Linked DNA regions of Sus scrofa: region 1 is linked to region 2. Evidence: chromatin contacts called from public Hi-C data. All regions are on one chromosome and are shown on one strand. Each heading gives the region's core, a stretch centred on a gene start, on an enhancer-like site or on the middle of the called end of the contact. The rest is flanking DNA. Distances are from core to core; before and after follow the strand shown.

Region 1 (5,522 bases), core at 709-3,208, 140 kb after region 2:
TCTCGCAGAGAAAGGCTGACAGGCCTCAAATAGTGCAGAATCATTTTCACCCAAAGGCACCCACCTGCATTGCCAGGGACTCAGCATTCCACTCACATCAGCTGTGCACCCTGGTTGCAGAACCTTCTGCTGACAGCCTTTCTCTCTTCCCTGAAGGCTCCTTCTTCTGGTCTTCCCTCAGCAATCCCCATGAGCAAACTGCTGTTTTTCTCAACACACTGTGTGTAGGGCACGGTAGAGCCAGATCTCCCCATTTCAAATATTCTGTCCCACTGCCCTGCATTTGCCAGACGCTGTGCCCAGGGCCCTTGGTTTGGAACAGAAGGTCCCATTAGCCAAGGGAAATGTTCTCCAGCCAAATTCCACTTCCAGGAGAAGGCACTTCTGAAGATGGTAAATGAACCCCCCCCACCCCCTGAGAAAGGCAGAATTTATCTGTGATCGATGATCAAGACAACAGGCCAGTGGAGAAAGTCCCTGCTTGGCTTTCTCTATCAGAGACTGTATCTTACTGGGTTCTCAAGCTGCATCTTCATCATCAGCCATGAGCAGCATGGCGCCATGGACTTTGTCTGCATGGAACCACTGTATCCCCAGGAAGTGACATGCTAATGGGCATGCTAATGGTTGACGGTAATCATTTTTTGAGGAATGGATAGAGACATCAGTGAGAGAAGAGAGGAACTTTTAACCAGAAGCCTGAAGAAATGTGAAAATATTTCTGGAGACCAGGAGCTTTGGCGGACAAATGGCTTCTTCTACGTGAAAACATGACCATCCACACCACACACGATATGGGATGAAAACATCGGAGTTAGTAATACCCTTTGGTAATCCACACCTCCTAAAGCACCATCCTGAGGTTTTAAAGTCAGCCACTTTAACCAGGGAAATTCACATGACTGCAGAGAGAGCTGGCAACACTTTCTGACTCCGGGCCATTTGAAGGAAGATGGGGAGGATTGAACACATCGAAGAATTTCTCAAAAGTGAAAAAGTACTTGGCATCCGTTTCTTCTCATGCCTCTGGTGCTGAAATATCAGCCACTGTGGAAATTGGTCTCTGTAGTTGCTCCCCGGCGACCGATGCGTCGGTTTCATTTGCCCCCCACCTCCCCCCGCACTTTCTCCTTTAAGCAAGTTGCACATTTGGTGCAATCATTTCTTTGCCGCATCTCTCTAAATTCTCTATCATGAGAAAGTCTGATCAAAATGTCCAGCCTTCACTATGACCCGGGATTCTGGTAATGAATTAAGAGTTAACTGGAGTGCAAATGAACGAGAGAGCTTGCCAGAGGATGGTTAGAGAATTTCATGACAATTAGCACTGATTTGCGCTACAAGAATAGAAAAAAAAAATGTTTTAAAGGAGAACAAAAAAAGCTACTCACACATACACAACCCAAAAAAAGCCTTCTAGCACTGGCTGAAAATGATACCACTGGATGACAGAAGAAACACACCAGATTAGCCAATTAGCATTCACCCAAGAAAAGCAAGCACTTTGGAGAGAGGGGAGCAAAGGAACCCATCAACGGTAATATCAACTTTACAATAGCCCCAACTGTTTATCGACCAAAGGAAGTGCTACCTCCCCACTTTTGGGTGACCCTCTCAACAATTATGGGGGAAAAAAATGTTAGTTCAACATTATCGCAAGCCGGAATATGACTCTATTTATGTGACAAGTTGACAACATACAATTTCATGCTTGTTGAACTGATCGGTGTTATATATTCACTGTGAATATTATGAAGCCTCACCATTATAAATATGAAACAGTATACACTTATTCAAAGGCACTCCAGCAGTGGCAATTTATAGCTGGGATGTTTGTGTTCTGATGAAGTCCAATGCCACCTTAAGGAGCTGCAGCGCAGAAACAGATGTGCAGTGTGGCCACGACCAAAATGGATTGACGATGACCCCTGTGAAAGCAGGCTATTACATTTTGGTCTGCGTGGCAGCTGACACTGGTTTGTATTTAGATATCTGACTGGTGAGAACACTGTGTCCTTAAAGCTCTGTTTAAACATGGGCCAAGACATTTGTCTGCTGGACTAATTATTTTACCACCCTGCTATGGCAAGCATCGCTTTTTTTTTTTCTAAAAAAAAAAAAAAGAATGTGGATGTGTATGCAAGCAGGCGCACCCCCCTGCACCCCCCCTCCCCCTTGACACACACACACACACCCCAGGCACGCATTTCCCCTCTGCTGTGTAAAGTTACTGCCAGTACTTTAAACCTTGGTCATGTCAGGTGAATGTTGGCAAGCGCTCCGGAATGCCTGCATAACAGGATTGTACCACTTTCTCGATCAGGTGCCTGGGAACCGGACAAGGCCACAAACCATCGAATGCTAAGCTGTCCCAGCCACTGTTTTTGGTCCAAGTGTTTCCTCCTTCCTCTCCCCCGCTTTCTTCCTCTTCGCAAGCTTTAACCAATTTGCAAGTGTTCCCTTTCCACAAGGACAAATTTGGAAGAGTGAAGAACAACACAATTTATCCAAATGTGGAAGGAAATGAGGGAACCAGGCACCTTGCTCAAGCTAGATATCACAAATTTGCATAAGCAGTTTCCCCACGACAGAGGTGCTATTCGGAACAAAATAAATTGCTTGTATTGTATGCAAGGACACAAACCTTGACCAAGTTTGTAGTTGCTTCCCTGCTCCCTCGTCTCTTTAAGTTCACCCAGATATTCCTGCTAAAAAGCCCAGGCTGGTTGCCCTGGGTCAGTGGATCTAAAAGGACCATGGTTTATTATTTCGTTTAAATTTGGTTTGGGGTAGACCTGACCTGAAAATGGGTACTGTTTACACTGAAGCTTCCACATCTGTATCTGACGACTGAGAAACATAAACCTAAAACATGTCGAATATGAACGACGTTGCTCCAGGATTTTCAGGAATCTGTTTGTTTCTTTGTTTGTTTGCTGAAGATCAGGTAACACCCTTCGCTCTTGTTTTGAGGTCTAGCAATGGAGTCACTGACCAGCATCCTCGACCACTTTTAAAAGATTTTAATGATGACGTATTGGGACTTGCACGCTCTGACAAAGTTTGCTATTCAAATCGACATCTCTTTCTCCTTTTCCTGTCAGACTGAAGTGAAAGTGTTGTCGGTCTGTCTAGTAAATCCAACCCATAAGATAACATAATCACATACATTCATTTCTCAGAGACCCTGGCGGTTCTTATCTCCTTGCTTTTATGATCTCTTATGAACAGCCAGGAATAGCAATTTGCAGCCTGTTTGTAAAGCCATCTGAGTCTGAACCTAGCCTTCTCCTCTTTTATCACACGGCGATATTCTGCAGCTAAATCCCATTCGCTATAGCAAAATTTGCTCTGAGCTCCATTTTAGAATAATGTAAGTATTCTCCGTGTGTATGGAACATATCAGACATGTAAGGGAGGGCGATTATCATTTCAATGAACTATTTATTAATAGAAGGTGGTGCGCGTGCTTTGCTTAGATTTACTGTATGCCGCCCACTGTATAGTGTAGCCCGAAGCTATTTAGTTCACGGCCATCAGCGTCTCAGACAGGCAGCTCTGCGGCTCCATGGTCCCAGCTTTGCTTTGTGCTTTGCTCAACTTTATTTTACCATTATATCACCTAGAACATTAAACACAATGCTTGAGTTCTGTGTTAAATCACAGTGGTTTCCTATTCAGTGTTCCAAGCTACCCATTTTTATTAACAGTTACTTTATTAAATCCTTAATAACATAGATAGAATAGTTAGTTAATTTGTGTGTTGAGCCATGGATGTTAATTTGTAAACATAATAACATACTGCAATCATTTGCATAATAGCATTTTAATCTTTTTAGTAAAAGCTATAATTCCCTACAAAGTACACTGCAGTAGAAACTAAGTGACTATTGGTAATAATACAAAAGGCCTTAAAATTCTGATCCTATTATAGTGTTGGAACATACCCAAACTGCTTCCATAATCTCTGAAATGTTACTGTTCTCTGATTTAGGTGTCTGTGTCAAGAATAAAAATGAAGTATAACTGGTAGCAGTAGACTATTTCCTAAATGTAATTTAGTATTCACTAAACACCAGCACTTTGCAAATAGCTCTGAGGCTTTCCTTCAAAGTTCAGAGCTCCAGCTCTGCATAGTGTGTGAGCAACACCAAGGAACTCACTCGAAACTCAGTTGTGCTGAAGACAGGGTTCCGACAGGTCACGTGATAGGGCCCCGGGAAGGACATCGGCCACCAAGGATGTGGCTACTAAGTCTCCTCCCCTCATCCCTGCCTGACCAGCCTGCTTGTACCTCCCTGAACGGACTGCTTCTGAGCAGAAGTGTGGGAGCGAATGAAAAAGTGGAGGCAACAGTTAACAAAGCTACTTGTGGGAAGAACAAAAAAACACGTCCATTCTATGGGGGGCTTGATCTCTAGAGCCCATTAACATGGACCACGAGACTGGCCAACAAGAAAAAAGATAAAAAAAAAAAAAAAGTAGTTGTTTAAAAGTCAGGCCAAGTCATTTTACGCAAGATCTAGTAATTCATTAATCTATCCAGCTGCAAACCTTGAATGAATAACTTGCACTAGTAATGGAGATGGGCAGGCCTACAAAGTCTCGGTGTTTAGAATCTGAAACTATGCAAACCATTCTCTCATTTTGGAACAGAAAAGGCACAAAAGTATCACGTATCATCGTTTTGGGACAAATGGCGTAATGGGTAAGAAGTCATTTATCTTCCTAAAATGTTGCCCTTGCCAAGAGTAAGAGTGTGTATTTCCTTGTGTATCTTGCCTCCCTTTTCCCTTGCTCTCATTCTAGCTACTTGTAATTCAGCATCTTTGGCAGGCTACAGGGAAACACAGGATCCTGCTTGGGTTTCAAACTCTAGCTCAGAATGCACCCTCTTAAAAGCAACCTGAGAGGCTAAAGAAGAAGAAGAAGAAGAAAAAAAAGAATGGTCCTTACAAAATTGCTTTACATCACAGGCAATTCATTTTATAAAAGCCACAATAAAAGTGTTCATTGCTAGAAGAATAGGCACATATTATAGGGACAGATTAACCTTGTTAAAAACGTGAAGTCTGGGGTAGAGAACAGTGGAAGAACGACTTGGCGCTCAGTCTTGAATGTTCATCTTTTTATCTGCTTTGAGTGTTGATCTCATTCAGAGGTGAGCCATCTGCTGGGCTGTGTTTCCACGGTGTTGCATACAGATAGGGGGACATGGACAAACAGGCCTGGCATATGTATAAGGTCCCTACACAAGCACACGTGGCTGCTGTACAAACAGACAGTGTGTCCCACACAGCATCCTGAATCTTGATTACTTTAACCTCGACTAGGATCTCTGAAGTCAATCTGAGAGGCAATGAACTACTTTTTCCCGATTCCTTTCTGAGAGTTTCTCCTTGTGGGTGTGGGTCTCCACTTTTCTGCGGAGTGGTTTTTAGTTAAAAGACCCACTTGAGAGCCCAGGAGGTGGGGAAAGCCTAAGACATGCCCATAAAAGAGCTCACCTCCTTCTTGGAGTG
Region 2 (5,243 bases), core at 2,246-4,745:
CATTCTTTTTTTTTTTTTTTGCTTTTGTTGGCCGGACCTGTGACATATGGATGTTCCCAGGCTAGGGGTGGGATTGGAGCTGCAGCTGCCAGCCGATGCCACAGCCGCAGCAACACCAGATCCTAGCTGCATCTGCAAACTATACTGCAGCTTGCAGCAACCCTGGATCCTTAACTTACTGAGTGAGGCTAGGGATCAAACCCACATCCTCACAGATACTATGTCAAGTCCCTAACCCATGGAGCCACAGTGGGAACTCCCCAAATTCTTTTTTTTTTTTCTTTTTTGTCTTTTGTCTTCACCAGAGGCATATGGAGGCTCCCAGGCTAGGGGTATAATCCAAGCTGTTGCTGCCAGCTTACACCAGAGCCACAGCAATGCCAGATCTGAGCATCTGTGACCTACAGCACAGCTCACGGCAACAATGAATCCTTAACCCACCGAGCGAGGACAGGGATTGAACCTGCAACCTCATGGTTCCTAGTCAGATTTGCTTCTGCTGCACCATGACAGGAACTACTCCCCAAATTCTTGATTCAGGCTCCTGGTGCCTCCAGGCTACCTAAATGCTCCTCCAGTAGTCATTCAGTAACTAGAATAACCAGCAGCCCAAGTGTATCACACTGCTCAATCGGAAGCCTGGATGTCATCTCGGATGTCTCTCTGTCTCTCGCACACTGATTCCATTTCTTTAGCCAAACCCATCAGTTCTATCATCAGAATATATGCCCTCTACTCATGGGCAAGCCCCCACCATCTCACCGTCCTTCTAACAGACATGCCCCTGCTTGCTCCCTGTGCTCCTTAGTCTTTTTTTTTTTTTTTTTTTTTTTTGTCTTTTTGCTATTTCTTGGGCCGCTCCCACGGCATATGGAGGTTCCCAGGCTAGGGGTCCAATCGGAGCTGTAGCCACTGGCCTACGCCAGAGCCACAGCAACGCAGGATCCGAGCCGCGTCTGCAACCTACACCACAGCTCACGGCAACGCTGGATCGTTAACCCACTGAGCAAGCGCAGGGACTGAACCCGCAACCTCATGGTTCCTAGTCGGATTCGTTAACCACTGCGCCACGACGGGAACTCCTCCTCAGTCTTTTTAATGCCAGCCCTCCGGCAGCTTCCTGGCTCACTCCTGGTACAATCCAAAGCCCTTACCGTGGCCCCCAAAGGCCTGCATTCTCTAACAGCTCACCTCCCCTCATCATTCCCGACCCTCCTCCCACCCACATCCTCTCCATTCCCTGGTCTCTGGTATTCTCGACTCACCTGGAACATTCAGGAATGTTCCCACTTCTCGGAACAGTGAAGAGGATTAAATGGTTGATAGATATAGACACTTAGAGCTGCATGTCACTCACAGTAGGTCTGCATTCATATTGCATCATCACTCTTTGAAGTCCCTATGTATTTTTTTTTTTTTTACTTTATATCTTCACCATCTCATGTCTCACGGGTAGCGTTTTTTTTTTTTTTTTTTTTTTTTTTTTTTTTTTTTTGTCTTTTTGCTATTTCTTGGGCCGCTCCCGCGGCATATGGAGGTTCCCAGGCTAGGGGTCCAATCGGAGCTGTAGCCACCGGCCTACGCCAGAGCCACAGCAACGCAGGATCCGAGCCGCGTCTGCAACCTACACCACAGCTCACGGCAACGCCGGATCGTTAAACGGGTAGCGTTTTATAGAAAGCCCTCAAAAGTGTCCCCACCTCAGCACATCCCCTCTAAATATTCCCTCTGCCTAAATAGTCTTTCCCCAGAAAGCTGCATGGTCCTCAGCTTCATGGCCTTAAGATCACAACTAAAATCATCTTATCCATTAGTCTCTCCTGGCCACACTGTATAAAATAGCACTCACAACACACAACGTAGTGAAAGTATAAAGAACCAAACTCCTTGTTTATCCCTCCTCCTGACGTTTCCCCTTTGGTGACCCTAAGTTTGATAATTAGAGGGTTTTTTTTTATACATTGCTATACACAAAATAGGTAAGCAACAGGACCTGTTGCTTAGCGCAGGACCTCTGTATGGGAAAAGAATCTGAAAAAGAATGGATATAGGTATAAATGATTCACTTTGTGATACTCCTGAAAATAACACAACATTGTAAATCAACTATAATCCAATAACATTGAAAAGACAAAACCAAAATGTCAGAGGGCCTTCAAATAGTTACGATGTCATATTAACAGAGATATGAGACATGGCTCTAAGAGCTTTACATAAATTGATTACTTAATCCTCAGAGCACTTTTGTGGGCTAGATCACCTTCCTAATCCCTCATTTTAGAGAGGAAATTTAAGACACACAGAATTTACTAACTCGCCCAAGACTACGCAGTTAAACATTAGGTGACGAAGCTAGTATTGGAACCCAGGCATTCAAATTGATAGCCACTGTTTAGCCATATGACAGCCTTGATGTTTTGCTGATATTTCTATTTTTGTGCACACTGAGCCCATCTTTCACTGATTTGGCCATGTTTTGCTGAGCACCTGCTATGTAACATGGGGTAGGCAAGGGAGAAGAAAAAGTTAAAAAAATTTATACAAAGAGATAGCCAGGGCTCAAATGGCATACAGTTTCATAGGTGTTGTTCTAAGCGTCATGAGAAACCATCGGCAAGATAGGACCCCATTTCCATTTAGAGGGAGCACTCTGGTGGTTCCGTGGAAAACAGGCTATCGGAGGTGATGGAGAAAGTTGGAGGGTCTGTCAGGAGGCTATTGTCAAATCCTAGTTAACAGGAACCACAGTAGATTGTTCTTGAATAAGGATGCCTGTGGTGGAATTGATGAAAATTGGTCAGATTCACAGTACATTTTAGAGGAAAAAAATAAAATAAAATTTGCTGTTAGAGGAAGCATTCGCCTTCCACATTCTTTTAAGTTGTTCCATTATATCTCACAGTATGAATACCGCATCGTTATTTAGCCATTTCTCATCTACAAGGTACTTCCCTGACTGTTTTTAATTACAAAGTGTGCTAGAATCTTTGCCCATATTCATGTTTTTCTTACACATGTGTCCTTGTTTCTGTAGGGCCGTGAAGTGAAATTGTTGAGTCAAAGAGTCCACGACAGTTTAATCTTAGTGGAGACTGACAAGAAAGTCTCTAAACCATGGGTACCGATCAACATGTGCTGACAGATATTCCTTCTCCTCTCCTAAAAGACATGTGATTTCAGTGTGACATTGAAAACAGGTCCTCTCCCTGCTCTCCCAGTGCATCTGCAGGTTATGCCAGGCCCAGCCTCACTATATACGAGAGATAAGATGGTCTCATTGCACCCTTGGCCTGACCTGAACCAATCGATACCCAGGCAAACTCCCACTTCTATTTGCAGCTATTTATTCTGGGCAAAGTTGAGAAATCACACAGAGAGAGGATGGGTGGTGACTTTCCAAGGAAACTGTAACGGCTGCATTTAGCTACCCTTGTAAATACCTGGATACATGAAGAGCCCTTGCGAGTCCGGTTACTTCCTTGTTGGGAACGTGTCGTTTCACAGGCCTGGTACAAGGTCAGGCAGTGCCTTCAGGGGCTGTTAAGAACAGGTTGCCCTGTAATTAACTGATTTTCTACAATACAGGAGTTAGACATGTGTTTCCTCTAACCTTGAATATCACCTGGTACGTAGGTGCTCATTGACCTGTAAGTGGAGGGCTTTCAAGAAAAAGAGATAACTGTGCCGAATAATCTTTCTTACCAAGATTTCATAACCCTGTGCTATCTAGCGCACGCACTCGAGAGATTGCCTATCACAACAGACTGTAGACTTTCTGATAAACAGTGGTTTGGACACTTTCTAAACTTTCTCTCATTAACTCTTTCAAATTCACATGCCTGGGAGCCAGGCAGCCAGGGATATATTATTCTAAGTTGACTTAAGGTCAACCTGAGGAATGGAAAGGTTAATTGACTTGGCCAAGGTCATAAAACAAGCTATAAAGAGAATCAAGAACAGAATTCGGATCTCTGGAAATTTTCCAGTCTCGTGTGGGAAATGTTCAACTACAGCGTATTTCTCTAACTCTGCACTGTTCCTTTCTACAGCCTTATCCCCCAAGAGCAATTCTGCCTTTCTAATGATTCTCGATATGTTTTCACATTCTAGCAAACACATAAAATGGCAGCACCTATAAGAGTCACGAGGGTAAAGAGAGGCAGAGGTTCAGTGTGTGGTCCCAGGTGACCTGCTTGGACCCCAGTCATGTCAGGTCCTGCCAGACTATCCTGAAGAGTGGAGGCATCAGAATCTCTGCCCATTCTAGTCCATTTGGGTCAAACCAATGAGGAGGCATCCACCATTCCTATAAAGCTCAGCTTCAGGCAAAGAACAACCCTCCTCTGCCTAAGGAAAGATGTGAAATACGGCAGACCAGAAGAACTGAGATTTTGTGCATGCGAAGGGAAACTGTAGCCCTGGATTTCATGGTGGCTCCTTAATGGAGTGGCAAGAGACCAGGAAGTTGGAAGAGGGAGCTAAGGGCTAAGTCAACATCCCACTTAAAAGAAGAGGAAGTGCAGGACCATGGAAATGGCAGTAAGACAGAAAGCAAACACATGATTTAAAAGAAATTTCCTAGGAATTGGTGACCCTCTATGTGAAGTGTTACAAAAGAGGAAGTCAAAGATGCCTTCAAGTTAATTAGCCTTTTAAAATTTCTCCCTAGTGTTCCTTTCTCTGTCCTTCAATAATCTTACATAGTTATATTTATAACACAAACATTTGATCACACTTTCTGTGAAAGTTTTATGATTTCTTACTGGGCATAAGAGAACGTCCAGACTCATTATGTGAGCATACGAGAGCTTTCAAAACCAGGGCCCAAGAACAAATCACCAGATTTCTCTCTCTCCCCTGTCTGTCTCAAACACAGGCCTTCCAACCACACACAAGAATGATCCTTCCCAAACTTCCCATTGTGGCACGGTGCAAACAAATTTGACTTGTATCCATGAGGATGTGGGTTCGATCCCTAGCTTCACTCAGTGGGTCAGGGATCCGGCGTTGCCGCGAGCTGTGGTATAGGTCACAGACGCAGCTTGGATCTGGCGTTGCTATGCTGTGGCACATAGACTGGCAGCTGTAGCTCTGATTCAAGTCCTAGTCTGGGAACTTCCATGTGCCGTGGGTGCAGCCCTAAAAATAGCAAAAAAAAAAAAAAAAAAAAAAAAAAAAAAAAGACCCTTCCCTTACCGAACTGAGATTTTCAAGGCCTTCTGAATGGTCTTTGCTCTTTCTTT

What was found. Hi-C and Micro-C count contacts between places; a contact is called where the count stands out from the background.
Region 1: a Hi-C map of liver shows a contact between it and region 2, with 2.0 times the contacts expected there. The contact joins two enhancer-like sites. A contact is called at or near these places in 4 of 47 Hi-C or Micro-C datasets (fetal liver and liver).

The regions. Positions count from the first base shown.
Region 1 is chr8:17,929,118-17,934,639 of Sscrofa11.1, forward strand. The region is part of intron 2 of PPARGC1A (PPARG coactivator 1 alpha); the gene reads right to left. Among named protein-coding and RNA genes, the nearest start is that of PPARGC1A, 15 kb to the right of the region's middle. Within about 2 kb of position 1,959, at least 15 of the 83 cell types and tissues checked have an H3K27ac peak or open chromatin away from gene starts, as enhancers often do. A contact at or near this core is called in fetal liver and liver, where this site is marked.
Region 2 is chr8:17,790,721-17,795,963 of Sscrofa11.1, forward strand. No RefSeq gene overlaps it. Among named protein-coding and RNA genes, the nearest start is that of PPARGC1A, 150 kb to the right of the region's middle. Within about 2 kb of position 3,496, at least 7 of the 83 cell types and tissues checked have an H3K27ac peak or open chromatin away from gene starts, as enhancers often do. A contact at or near this core is called in fetal liver and liver, where this site is marked.